2 separate regions of the Mus musculus genome follow, and region 2 is linked to region 1. The links are chromatin contacts, called in public HiChIP or PLAC-seq maps. All regions are on one chromosome and are shown on one strand. The core of a region is the stretch at or near the end of the contact, and the rest is flanking DNA. Distances in the headings are between cores, read along the strand shown. Region 1 holds the start of Gm46347 (a long non-coding RNA gene). Region 2 overlaps Gm40385 (a long non-coding RNA gene).

Evidence for each region. HiChIP or PLAC-seq counts read pairs in DNA pulled down with a chosen protein or histone mark.
Region 2: a contact with region 1 is called in a RAD21 HiChIP or PLAC-seq map of pro-B cells, with 4 times the contacts expected there. The contact joins two enhancer-like sites. A contact is called at or near these places in 1 of 15 datasets of contacts at CTCF or cohesin (pro-B cells), 5 of 484 Hi-C or Micro-C datasets (the C10 cell line, bone marrow-derived macrophages, embryonic fibroblasts and 2 more) and 2 of 115 datasets of contacts at active chromatin or transcription factors (microglia and regulatory T cells).

What each region holds. Positions count from the first base shown.
Region 1 is chr12:34,781,067-34,788,404 of GRCm38.p6, reverse strand. All of the region lies in intron 3 of Hdac9 (histone deacetylase 9), which reads left to right. It overlaps Gm46347 (a long non-coding RNA gene), which reads left to right and starts at 639. Exons shown (of 2, transcript XR_001780600.1): 1 at 639-7,338. Within about 2 kb of position 4,579, at least 48 of the 459 cell types and tissues checked have an H3K27ac peak or open chromatin away from gene starts, as enhancers often do. A contact at or near this core is called in granulocyte-monocyte progenitors and pro-B cells, where this site is marked.
Region 2 is chr12:35,006,792-35,013,571 of GRCm38.p6, reverse strand. Gm40385 (a long non-coding RNA gene) reads left to right here. Exons shown (of 4, transcript XR_872675.1): 3 at 6,013-6,110. Among named protein-coding and RNA genes, the nearest start is that of Gm40385, 11 kb to the left of the region's middle. Within about 2 kb of position 1,946, at least 14 of the 459 cell types and tissues checked have an H3K27ac peak or open chromatin away from gene starts, as enhancers often do. A contact at or near this core is called in granulocyte-monocyte progenitors and pro-B cells, where this site is marked.

The DNA.
Region 1 (7,338 bases), core at 3,330-5,829:
AAAATTTTTTTTAAAAAAACTTAAATACTTTCGAAACACAAGGCAAATTACTGGGATGATTCCTAAACTGAATTTCCATTCCTTATATTTACTGATTGGACATTTGCAAGAATAATAGGTTAAAAGTGAGAAGATTCTTTTTTAAAATCTCCTGTTGCCAGCCATCTGCCAATATTTGGTGAGTTACGAAAAACATTTGTCAAGGCCAAATGCATAATTGGGAGATGTGTTTATGAAGAAAATAAGAGACATGAACCCTCAGTGTTCCCATGTGATAGCATGACTTTTGTTTGTTTGCTTGGCCCTTTGGTGGCACATACCCTCAGAGCACCATTTTTGTTCTTGTTCCAGAACAATATTTCCATGCTAACCAACTCAGATAATCACTCTTATTAAGAAACTTTGCCCTTGAATTTGAGTGGAACTTGAGAGTCAACCACGCTGTCCGTTGACCTAGGAATTTCAAGGCTTTTATTTGACACTCAGTTCTAGCCTTTGTCTGTCTGTCTGTCTGTCTCCCTCTCCCTCTCCCTCTCTCTATGCCTTTCTCCATCTCTCTCTCCCTCCCCTCCCCTCCCTCCCTCCCTCCTTCCCTCCCTCCCTCCCTCCCTCCCTCCCTCCCTCCCTCCCTCCCTCCCTCTCCCTTAAGCCTTGGCTCCTTTGTCCATTTTCTTACTGTAAAATTGAATTTTTAAATGATTTATTCAGATGCTCCTCAAGCAAAGCTAAAGGGCAGGGAGACACAGGAGTTCCTGAAGCACAGCAATGCTCTCTGCTCTCTGCAGATAGGGAAGTGAGCCTTCCTTGGAGGACCCCAGTGATCCTGTATGAGAGACAGAGAGTCTTGCATGGAGCTGTTCCTTCTTCCAGAGGAAGTGGGACTCTTTGCTATGCTGGGTGGTGACCTTTCACCTCTCATAGAGCACCCTTTAGTTAAACTGTTAAAAGTCACCCCAAATGCAAAAGCCTTAATTTCAAGAGCATTGTATTATTCTTCATTGATGAGAGTGTCTTATTTTGTTTCCATTACAATGATCATTAATATTTCATATAATTATAGTTTCTGATAGACATAAATTAGTATGCCATCTCTAAGATAAGAGGTGACTTTTCCTCTTTTAAAAACTGATGAAGAAAGATGCAGGGTTACAGGATACATGAGATTCTTAGTTTCTAAAGTTAAAGGAAAGAAAGAAAATCTGTTCGAAAGTTGAATTAAAATGGCCCCATTCCCATTTAGATTTTAATAAATGCAATCCTGATATGGTTTATAATTCTTGGTTTCAAGTACAAATGGAGATGTTACGTGCATGTTAAACTCCGAATTGAGAAACATGCTTGTGAATTCCTTTGTAAATGGCTCTTTTAATTGTAGTTCTTTGCAAAAAGGAAGTTAACACTTAAGTATCTATTAATTCTTGACAAGAACCTTATTTAAAACCACGCAAAGTGTTTTTGAGAAGGCAGGTAGCTGTTAGCATTATGTGATCACTGGAAACTAGAAAAGTCATTATTACAAGTTTCTTAATCTTTTTTAAATGAAAATCTTTTTTAAAAATTAAATGTGCTTAGACAATGCTGAAATGTATGTATGAAAAAGTATAAATGTCCCCAAATCCACTCAACCAGATGACCTAGTATTATGGATATATGCATATGATAAATATACACCCCCACATATATATTCTTCCAAAACTTTTGCTTTGGAAATATGCCCCTTTTAATCTAAAATACCATGTAAGTGTGGTTCATTTTACTCTGTGGACTATGACAGGCTTTTAGGGTTGTTTTACCAGGGGAATTGCTGAGCAGTCATAGATTGGCCTCTGAGGTTGTTGATTTGTTTTGCTACTTCAATAAAATACCTCTTTTGTATGTGCTGCATGAATCTCTCCGTCATAGGAATTAATCCTATATTGGATTGATACAAATAGAGCTGTATATTACACATTATGCATGTTTATTAAACATATGTAAATATGTATACTTATACAAAGAATCATTTATACAAATAGAGTTGTTAAGGCAATACTTATTTTAGATTTCCATATGCCTTAAGTATAAATTATTCCTTAGAAGATTTTATCATTTTAAAATTTATTTACCTATCAGTATTACATTAGAAAGTGGGCTGGCAAGATGGCTCAGCACATAAGAGCACTGACTGCTCTTCCTGAAGGTCTTGAGTTCAAATCCCAGCTACTACATGGTGGCTCACAAACATCTGTAATGAGATCTGACGCCCTCTTCTGGTCCCTCTGAAGACAGCTACAGTGTACCTATGTATAATAATAAATAAAATCTTTGGGCTGGAGCAATCTGGGACTGAGCAAGCAGGGCTGACCGAAGAGAGCAGAGGTCCTAAAGTTTAATTACCAAAATTCACACGAAGGCTCACAACTATCTACATAACTACAGTGTACTCATATACATTAATAAATAAATCTTTTAAAAAAAAGACAGTTTTTTCATAGATAAGAAAATAGAGCTGATGAATTTGCATAGAAACACACACACACACACTACACACACACTACACACACACCTCTACTCACTCAAATAAACATTCTTCCATCCTTACAGAAACACCACACACACAGAGACACGCATACCTACTCACCCAAACAAACATGCTCCCACTCTCACACCAACATCACACACACACACACACACACACACACACACACACACACACACACACACACACACACACACACACACAAACTACAAAACTGGAATTTACTCTTGAAAAATCATCTCTGTTTGTGATTTTTCATGTCAGTTGCCAGATTTTTATTATTTGTTTCCCTATTTCAACATCATTAAGTGTATAATTTAAACTATTTGCTGTAAATATTTACAAACCTTATGTCTTACCTATGCTGTGATTTTTATTGTACAAGTACCCAAAGGTTGATATTCACACGCTGTTCTTTTTGCTTGTGGCTTCCACATTCACTTGCAGAATCAAGAGTTCAGTATCACCAAAACTTTAAGATTATTATACAAGCAACAAAATCTCCTTTAATATTTCCACATTTTTGTTTAAAAAAATCTCATACTCCTTAATTGACAGGAAGTTTACTTGCCTTATTATCATCTGATAATACATTAATTTATCTTGCAAGGGCCTCTAAAATTTATAAATGACTCCCTGTTTTTAATATAGTACTTGCCTTATGCTTGTCTGGTATTATAGTGCTTAAGTTACATTGATCAAGCACCACATGAATTAAGTTTCACTGGTTTTTAGAATACTTTATTTTTATGCTTTTGAAGGGAAGATTTCCTCATTATTTTTCTTTTAAAAAAATCTAATGACTGTTATTGAAAGTGTTTCCTTCCAGAATCAATATCTTAACTTCAGGGTAAAAATTTTCCCTTCAAAGGACTTTATAATTATACTATTGGTGATAGTACAGTTAGTAGTCCTGTTCTACTGACCTCTCTCTGTATATAGTGCTATATGCCTCTTTGTTCACATTTTAAATAAATTGTGGAGTTGACTTGTAGATTTTCAACATTCTATTCTAAGTATATTCTTATGTTACATATGAATTGTCCCAATCATTATTGAAATGTATGTTGTCTTGATAGCAGGTGTGAATTGTCAATAATATTTAAGAAGAAAACTTGAATGCTTTTCTCATTCATAACCTCTTTTTGTGCTCTCAGTATCATCAAGCAAAGACTGTTCTGTGTGCCAAAGACAATGACGAATGAGTTGTCAGCATCTGAATGTCTAGTCTTCTATACACATGGTTCATGCTTATTGGCAGATTGCTTTCTGTACATCCATCTCAAATTACATCTAGAACAATAATGGTTGTTCAGGGGCCATACTTCTCCAAAAGCAAGCTTGAAGTCACAAAGTACTCCAGAAATAGACAGAAGGCCACCTTTAAGTTGTCAGTGTAGACTGACTTGTATCATGAGCTTGGTTTCCCTCCAGTTTTAGCCTTGTGCGGCTTGTGGGAAGGGCTGGCATTCTCTGGGTTCAGTGGAGCCGAGGTGCACATGTGAGGCTCCTTCCTAGTGTTCCTCTCATCACTGCTCTGTCACAGACCACCAAGGGAAGGGAGGGCTTTCTGTGCAAAGTGTGATCAAGATCTGTAGAAATAGAAGTGAGTGGAGAGTTTATTAGAAATGGGATTTCTAAGGAAGTGTGAGAGTAGATCGTAATTACAGTAATGGAAGCCAGCCAGTGGAAGCCGGAAGCCGGAAGCCGGAAGCCGGAAGCCGGAAGGAGCAGAAAGAATGATGAAGGTTAGATTAACAGGTCAACACAAGTGACATTGAATTAAAACACCGCCCCCCCCCCCACACACACACCAAACTGCCCAGGAAATTGAAAGGTGGTAAAAATCACTGATACAAGTCCTTCCTTGGCTAACAAAACCAAGCCAAACCTCCTGATCCTTTTTAAACCACTCTGTAGCTATGTAAAGTTGTTGCCTTGCCTTCAGCAGGCCATGTTAGTTGTGTGTTTGGAAGGTTTCCTCACAGAACAGTGGACTACTTCATGGCCTGACTGAAAGTGAATAACAGAACTAGAGGGTTCCTGCTTCGTGCATTTCTGAAGCTTTCGTTTATCCTTATATAGGTGCACAGAGAAGTCGCACCCTGACCTCCAGAGTGACCGCAGGCTTCACGCTTGCACTACCCCTTTTTTTCTGAAGCTAAATTTGGAGCTTGCAAAACCTCCTGTTTAAAAATATCTCCCCAAAGTCTCCCGCTTACTGTTCATTTTGTTTCTGTCCTGTGAAACTCAGGTCCCCATTTATAATAATCTATGCAGTATTTTTCTCTATGTCAAAAATATAAAAGAACACGTTTGATCCATAACCCTTCAACATGCTTTCCATGATAGAATTATTGTCATAGACTGTTCTTCCATTCAGTCTAGAGACAAATCCTCTTAATGAGCTTAGCTGTGCTTCACAAATATACATGCATTCTTAAATACATTTGAGCCAACAAAAAATAGGCTGTGGACAGGCCTCACTTAGATACAAGAGACAAGCAATATCCTAGCAGACTTTTCCAACAGAGGATTTATATTTTTCTGTTAAGATTTCAGTTATATTCATATTATGAAACAGTGAGCTTGTTGTTTGATATGAAATATAAAGTCATCTAAGAGGCTGAATTCATCATTTTAAAATGGTATGCTTAAACAGAAAATAGAAATTCCATAAAATTTCCTTACAACATGTAGAATGTTGACATGTGTTCTTTTATGCTCATTAAGAATTTTAAATCAAAGATGAGAATACTGGAAACTCCCCATGTGTAGCAATTCATTAACCAAATATTCCATTTTCTAAGATGCCAGCTTACCTCCATCCATGTATGTTGAACTGTTCTTTCCATAGCACACTGTACTTTATAAACTGGACATGTTATGTTTAAAATAGCTTTTTTTGAACTACTTTCTAAATGTATAATATTTTCAACCAACTAATGGAGGAGAAAGATTTGCAAATTTGTGAACTCTTAATGTGCTAGATATTTTGTGTCCAATTTTGAATGTATTTAAATACCTTACCCTATCTTGTGCATGTCCAAGATATGTCTCAATGATATCAAGAGTTTAAAATTTACTAAGGTAATGATGTGTGGGTTATTTCAAGTAACTACAACTTAATTAGTGGCAGTAACGAAAAATACTGGATTTAATGATGGTATAGGTTCTAATTATATATCTGTTCTTTGTATATTACTCAATACACTTAATTATAAAGAACTGACTATTAGTAGGGTATATTAGACAATAAGACTAACATTAAAAATTACCATCAAAGGCAGTATATAGCTATACATTGATAATTTTGAGAGAATGCCTAGTAAAAATTACATGATGGTCTTATCTGATGTCTGAATAAACTACAAATCAATGAAAACAGAATGGTTGATGAGCTAACTAAGCAAAGCAGGGCCTGCGGATGGTTCTCCTGGTATCTGGGTCAGATAACAAGTGGACCTTTTAAACATACTGACCTTTCATATCTATAGGTCCCGTATCAGCAGATTCAACCAACACAGGATCAAAAGTAGGCCTATGACGATTGCAACTGTGCATGTTTCTGTAGACTCCATCTCATAGCTGTGCCCAAGCCTTACAGTGGTGCATGGTGGCAGTGTAGCACTATATTACCCATGATGCCTAGTGAGCTAAAGAATAAGGAAGGATGCTTAAAGTTATATACAGGTATCATTTTATGTGTAGATGTTGGCATCTGAGAACATTTTATAATATCCCCCATATAGCCAAGAATGACTACACTCAATCCCAGAGTGGGTAGAACTATTCCCCAGTTTCCAACACCTGACAACCCTTGTGTGTCCAAGCTGGGGTTTAGGAGAAAGGAAGTCTGGAGTACTGTGGAACTTAGCTTGACCTCAGAATTCAGTGGCAGTGTTCCTGAAGCTGAAGTAGTCAGGAGGGAGTTATGGCAAGAAGAAAGAGCTCTTGCACACCTGCCATGTGTGGAACTCAGCAGTTTTGTATAGCTGGCTATAGTCTAAACTGTGAGACAGACTGGAGAGGCACAGCAACATGAGCAGTGGCTAGTTCAGAGTGGGCTCTGAGTCACCGTCAGGTTGTGAATGCCTTTGGTTAGGAAGACTCAAAGGGTTTCAAGGATCATTCCATGTGCAGAAGGAGGGAAAGCTAGGCTCCAGAGACAAAGACCTGTCAGCGGTGTGCAAGGACCAGGTTGACGGAAAGGGCAGCGCTGAGCACCTGAGCAATTCTGTACATTTTGCCTTGAAGGGAAAACAGACATTAAGACTCGAGGATGTATGTTTACTTGAAATACTGCTGAGTGCATTTGTATGAAGCCAGGATACCTGTAAGTTTAATTAGATTTCTTATCTTTTGATATAAGCTCTAAGTACTTAAGTGTGTGTATATGTGTGTGTGTGTGTGTGTGTGTGTGTGTGTGTGTGTGTACGCACTCGAGCTCTGATAAATGCAGTTATGTAATAAATGTGCCCACAGGGTTTTTAAAGAACATAGAATGTTTCCTGCTTCTGTTTACTAGGTGATGCTGTTTATATCGCACATGTTCTCCGATTTATGGGAAAATGTTAGATTTTGCATTGCTGTAACAAATATCTTAGAGGAACAAATTCAAAGGAGGAGAAATATTCTCCATGGTTTCCCAGGTCTCAACTCATGCTTGATTGGCTCCAAAGTTTTTCAGGCACAGTGAGGCTGGTACTACCAGGGGAGGAGCAGTGGAGCAGGGGTTCACATGTGTGGTGGCTGAGAAAGGAGGCATCAGGGAGACAGAGTGGGTGCTGAGGAAGGCAAGGTGGATTTCTGTCAGGCAT
Region 2 (6,780 bases), core at 697-3,196, 230 kb before region 1:
GGAAGAGAGAACACACTAGTACTAAATGTTAAAGAGGAATAATAGAACAGAAAGGGAGAATTTAGGTGGGGCCTGGAAGGACAGCAGAAAGTAGGAAATATGTCAATGGATAATTAACACTGAAGACATTCCTAAAAAGTCAAATGGAAACATATAACTGAAAAAGATTCCTAAAATATATACATACATATACAGAGAGCTTAGATGGAGTTACCCTAAAACAAGGCAACAATGTTCCTATTAGATAAGACAGACTGACAAATAACTAAGCCAGGGATTGGTTGCCTCTTTTGGAGTTGTTGGCCATTGAGAGTCTCTAGATTCCTCCAAAAATTATAGACCATGGTAGCCTATAGAGGCTATAATTATAGCCTCCAGAACTTGATGCTAAGACCCTAATGTTGAAGACACCATATACTTACATCACAGAACACAGAGAAATCAAGCTTGCTACCCACCTGGAAACTTCATATTGACTGGCTAGTTTTCATAATGTCGGAAGGTGCTCTACGTGTTACTAGAGGAGGAAACTAATCACCTAGCTGTGGAGCTTACAAACTACAACAATGACCTGCTTGGCAAGACATTCCCGCTGGTGCAACAGTGGCAAGAACATTGTGGGAATAATTCATGACTTACTGATTAGACCTTAAGCCCTCTTTACAAGATGAAACCTATCTCTGGTATCAATTTAAAGCCAACAACCTATGGCTAGACAAGTCCTAGGCCCTAGGGGAAAAGCTATTATTATTACTCTGCTAAATGGGCAGAGTGTCAAGCCAACTCCCAATGACTTATAGATCAATACATCTATAAAACCCCACCAGAAGAGATTTTATTTTGTTGTAAACGGCAATTAACACAGAGATTCACCACTGAGTCTCGTATCCTTTCTTTCAAAGGCTCAGGCATCATTTTGGAAGAGGGTTCAGGAACATTGTAAGAGCTGGAGACGCAGGATGGTTACAAGAAAAATGGTATGTTTTCTGGGCTCAGTAGGTCAATTGAATTTACGAAGTTATAGCAGTTCAGACAACTGACATAAGACCTACAAAAGTAAGCGTGAGGATGTGGCACCACTTTCCACCTCTAACCGAGGAGCTATTGGCATCTGATAGTTGCCAGGAGATGAAGACAAATTTTCTTTAAGGGTGGGACCCTGGTGGAAGACCACACAGTCCCAGAGGCATCTAGGCAACACCAACTGTGCTGGATGGGGGAAGAAGGCTAGAAAGCTGGGTGGGTAGGGAAGTAGGAGTGGATCGCAGCAGAGTTGGAGGAGGAGGGGAATATGAGAAAATTCATTGTACAAAAATCTCAAAGAACTAATTTAAAAACTGAGAAGACAACAAAATGAGGAATTAGACCACCACCCCACCCCAGGCAGAGCAACAGTGAGAAGGATTGTAGAACAGGACTTATGCACTAGGGTATGAAGTTTGGACAACTGGAGAAGACTGAAGTTCAGTGCTGAATGGCCAAGGAGAAAACCTAGAAACCATCTGAGGAAGCCTACAAAACAGCAGGCAGGCAGAGCACCGGAGGCGATGTACTAAGGAATACTTAGGAATTGGACCCAATTTTGTGGACATTTGGAGTTTTCAGCCTATCTTAGCTGTTGCCGGAGGCACACTGGCTCTGGATAGACAGCTCTCCTGGGATTCTTACGAGGACTTATTACACGCTGTCTTACGCATTCTTCTCTCCAACTCTTACGGGATCCTTCTAGCCCTTTCTGCTTCTCTTCCTCTTTAAGGATATCAGCTGTCTCTTAATACCTTCACTATTATCCAACTGTCCATCACCCTTGTTCTCTATGAAGGACCTCACAGTGAATGACAAGTCTCTCAGCAGCATCTTTAAAGGGACTTCCCTCATTCCTGACTGCAGACTCTCAACTCTGAGCCAATTTCACAATTTGTCTGTTGCTGTTTTTTTTCCTTCTTCTTCCAGTTAAAACCACAGCTGCAAACTATTTCCTGACTATATAGCATGAGCCCATTCCAAATGTAAACTTGCTAGTCTCTTTTGGCCTGTCAGTTACTGCTTTGTGTTTAATTTTTTTTAAATCCCCCCCCCCTCTCTCTCTCTCTCTCTCTGTGTGTGTGTGTGTGTGTGTGTGTGTGTGTGTGTGTGTGTGTGTGTGTGTGTGTGTGTGTGTAAGTGCAGATGTATAGGATTCCCCTGAAGCTGGACCTACAGGGAGTTGAGAGATGGCTGGCATGCTGTAGGTGGGAAGCACTGAACTTGGGTCCTCTATAAGATCAGTACATGGTTTTGATCTCTGAGCCATATCGCCAGCCTTTCTCCTGTGTGATTCTACTAGTACACATTAATTTTTAAAATTTTAATGTAGTCATATCACTTCCACTGTCTCTATCCTTCCTTCAACTCTTTCTTTATACACATAACTACTCTCTCTAAAACTCATGGACTCATTTTCTTTTAATTATTCTTACAAGTACACACACACACACACATACCACTTACACTATATATCTATATATCATCTATATATCTATATATATCCTGTTATATCTGTAAGCTACCTGTACATACATGACTTCAATTTTAAGCACTTGGCATTGGGTAATTAGCTGGAGGACTCATCCCTGCAAAAGACTGTTTTACCTACCCACTCTTGGGAATTCTTGGTTGCCAGTAGGGTTGTGGGTTCTAGAGTTGAGGTCTGGAGAGCTTTCCCCCTTCCATGTAAGAAGTCCCAGTGGTGTCATCATGGTTGTTTGTTTCAGCTGATAACATCTACAGCACAATTACTGCACCTAACACTCAGGTTTCATTGTGGAAGGGGGCAGTGGGGGTAGATTTTAAAATCCAGGGAACAGGAGGTTTATTTGAGATTGTGTCTCCTAGAAATGTCAGGGGCTATACCCACAAAGTCTCATCAACAGGGCTCAATAAGGCCCTCTGTATGTTTGCCTTCTCTCTCTACTAGCTCTTTCCTCATAGGCTCTGAAGGTGATCAAATCCTCAACTACTTTCCCTCTTCACTTTCATAGCCAAGCTTCATGGAAGAATGTTAAGCATCTCTCATTTCAATCCTTGTGATTGTGAGGTCCATGAGGCTAGAGCACATATCTGTTCTGTTTGATGCTCTACCAACTCACCCTTCCACACTAAGCATAATGCCTAGTGCAACAGGCATTCGTTATAGTCTTCCAAAGTTATTGAAGAAAATCATGTGTGGAATAAAAAATAATAATTTGCAGGGCTGGAGAAATGGCTCAGCAGTTACAAGCACTAGGGTTAATCCCCAGGACCCATATTGCAGCTCACATCTGTCTATAATTCCAGTTCCAGGACTTCTGACATCCTTACACAGATATTCATGATGGCAAAAATATAAGAATATAAAATAAAAAGAAATTATCTATTAAAAAAAGAACGATTTTGATCAACATGTTTTGAAAGATTCAGTAGTCCTGACTGACATAAATGAATACCCACTATTCCTTCACATCATTTCTTCTATAGTAGCTTTCTCCTTGTGTGTGTGTATATATAAACACACATAGGAGATGTGCGTACATACACAGCAATCACGAGGTAAAACGTTTATGTCAAACAAGCATCACATATGAAATGTAGTGACAAAAGTACTAGCATTTGTCGTCTACTTACCCATGGATGAAATCTAGGGTAAGGCAAGATTCTCTGTTTGTTTTTAGTGACTAGCTTTATCACATTTCTAGTCTCCCTGAGTTCATCCAAAACCTTCATTTTACAAAAACAGTTTTCTCATAAAGAGAATGCATCACACTCCAGCACAGTGACAAAATTCCTACTTTATATACACATAATGGAGGAGACTTTATTTGGGGGTCTTCTTTTCAAACATTTCATCCCACAGTCACTGGCTTGGCTGCTTTCATGATTTGACAAGGCTGACCATCACAGTGGGGAGCATGTACCAGAGGACCATGCCCACCTCTCCGTGACAAGGAACCAAAGGGAGAAAGGAGGGCCCTGGTTCCCAATGTCCTCTCTTAGGGCACACCTCTTGTGTCCACTTTCATCCCAGCAGGCCTCATCTCTCTTAAGCTTTCACCACACTTCACAAGCACCCCAGGCAGGCAATAATTTTAGGCAGGTCTTCCTGCCCCTTCCCATAATGCTGATGGGCTTTCTTGTCAGTCCTTGAATTTGGATACCTTTGGGGAATGTCTAAAAGTCATTTAGACCAACTTAGACCAAGAGAATTTCAACTGATTCTGTGTATATGTGTGTGACCTATGTTTGTATGCACATATGATAAATAGATTGAAGTTAAATTCAACTGTCATATAAATGGTATATAAAGTTGATACACATATGTGCATATATAAATTTCATGTTGTCATATTCTAGTTTCCTTGTTATTTCTCAGATTCCCTCAAACCAAGCCTTGTTTCTTTCTCTTGGCCCAGTCTTTCTGAATTCATGTCTTTTAATGTGGGTTTCTCTGCAAGACAGTTTTTAATTGTCTCTCTTGCTCAGTGCATGCAAGTCTATCAGCCAGTTCCAGTCAGTGGACTCAGATCATCCTTGAAAGGAAGGGTGCAATTTCCACCCACTTGGGAGTGCTTTGAAGGAAGGCATCATCTCCTCTCATTCTCTGAAAAACGGCACTATCCTCCTGGCATCCCAACCCAACGCCGCTCTCATCTTACACATGTTCCTTAAGACCCAGCAGAATAAACAATCCTAAGATGTCAAGCCACGCATTTCGAGTATAAAGTGTTAGACATGCGAAATATTAGGCTGAGCTCAGAAAATAAAAACTCTGGTTCTACATCCTATCGTCTCTACATGGGAATGTCACAGATCCAGTATCAAAATTTGCAATAATAAAACTCTTGAGAGTTTCAGTATTACAATTTCAGGCAGTTCTGCCCGCCCCTTTCCTTAACACCCACTGATGGGCTTTCTTGTTACTCTCTGATCATGGCCGCCCCCCATCTATTTGACCCTCCTGCCATTCACTTTTTGGCATGAGTAACTCGGCCTCTGTTTGTGCCTAGGTTCATTATGTGGCAGCTGTTTTCATTACCATCTCATTATGTCACTGAGGGGGAGACGTTTCCATGGTGATGCTGAACTGCATAAATAGAGATTTTACTACATTGAGATTTTATCTACTTGGGGTAGCAGTTAGAGGGGAGTTGGGCTAGAACCTTTCCAACAGGAAAAGAGCTTGTAAATCTCCCTTCTGTTTCCTGGAGTCTTTGCTTTATTCAATGAAGGTATGCTGTTATTATGAATTCTCCATAAATAGGAGATGATAAAGAAAGCCAATAGTTCTTCTTAATATTTATTTGACCTTCTGATATGTACATGGAAATTTCTAAACTAACACTGCATAGGAAAATTACTGCATCTATGGATTTTTTACAATAGTTCCACCAGAAAAAGAGACCCTGAATCCCAGGAAAAAATCAAGATGGGAGTTAGCCCAACCACTAATGTAATAATTGCTTATGCTTGGTAGCTTCCTAAGTTGTCATTGCCTGGGGAAATGAAGGTCATAACAACATTCAAGTGATTAGATCATACTTTCTCCACTCATGAATGAATGATACTCAATTTTCATTAATTGCTTTGTGTTTAATCCTGCATGTGCAGGAGGATTTTGTTAATAAATTTTCCCTGGCGGTAAGCCTTCATTAATTTGATCTTCCCTGAAAGCAAATCTATCCATGACAGAGATTTTTTTTTCTCACCATTTACTTTAAGACTTTTAGTCAAGGCAAACCTTATTTGTTTAATACCTTTAAGTTCTTTAAGGACTTGCAATTTTATTTGATATGACAGCATTGTACTACCTAAAACTCATCAGCAACTAAACAATTTTAAAGTAAATAGATTTTACATTATCAAATTATTAAGTATGTGTTTAAACAGATGAACCAACAAGGTAAGTATATTCACCATGATTAGATCCACTATGGCAGGGAATTCAGTATGGTTTGGAGTAAACTGTCCAATCTTTAACTCACGTGTTTCAACACTCAGTACCCAGGTGGCCATGTTGTTTTGGGAAGCTGTGAAACCTTCAGGAGGAGGAGCTCTTGCTGGAGGAACTACGTCTCTGGAGGAGACTGGCAACCAAGGTTTGGACCCTGCCCCACCTTCTGTGCTGTTCTTCTTGACCTTGGAGATGTGAGCAAGCAGCTGTCCCAGGCTCCTACAGCCATGGGGGCCAGGGATTTGATTACTGTGCAGTTTTAAATGTCAAGTTGCCATAACCTAGAATCACCTGAGAAGGGAGTCTTAAGTGGGGGATTATCTAGATCAGGCTAGCCTGTGGGGAATTGGCTTCATTGTAATTGAGGGAGGAAGACACAAGATGAACAAGAGCTGTCCCATTTCATGGGCTTGGCCCTGAACCATACCAATGAAGAAATCTAGCTGAGTAAAACAACAACAACAACAACAACAACAACAACAACAACAACAACTAGTAAGTAAGCAGGCAGCATAGATGCATTTAAGTCTTCTCTTCTCCTCATTGTGGATGTGGTGTGACGAGCTGCTTTTGTTCCTGCCTTGACTCCCCTAATGATACAGCAGAAACTGGAACTGTAAGCCAAATAAGCCTTTACCTCCATTGTGCTGCTTTTGGTCAGGATATCCTGTCAGAATGAAAAAAGGACAGTCACAAAGATGAACCAAACCTGTGGATTTTGATCATCAAAATATTGTTTTCATGTATGTAGTGAAATTGTACTATTAGCAGTATAGAGATTCTCCTACAACTTTTAACCAATAGGAGGTTGTCTG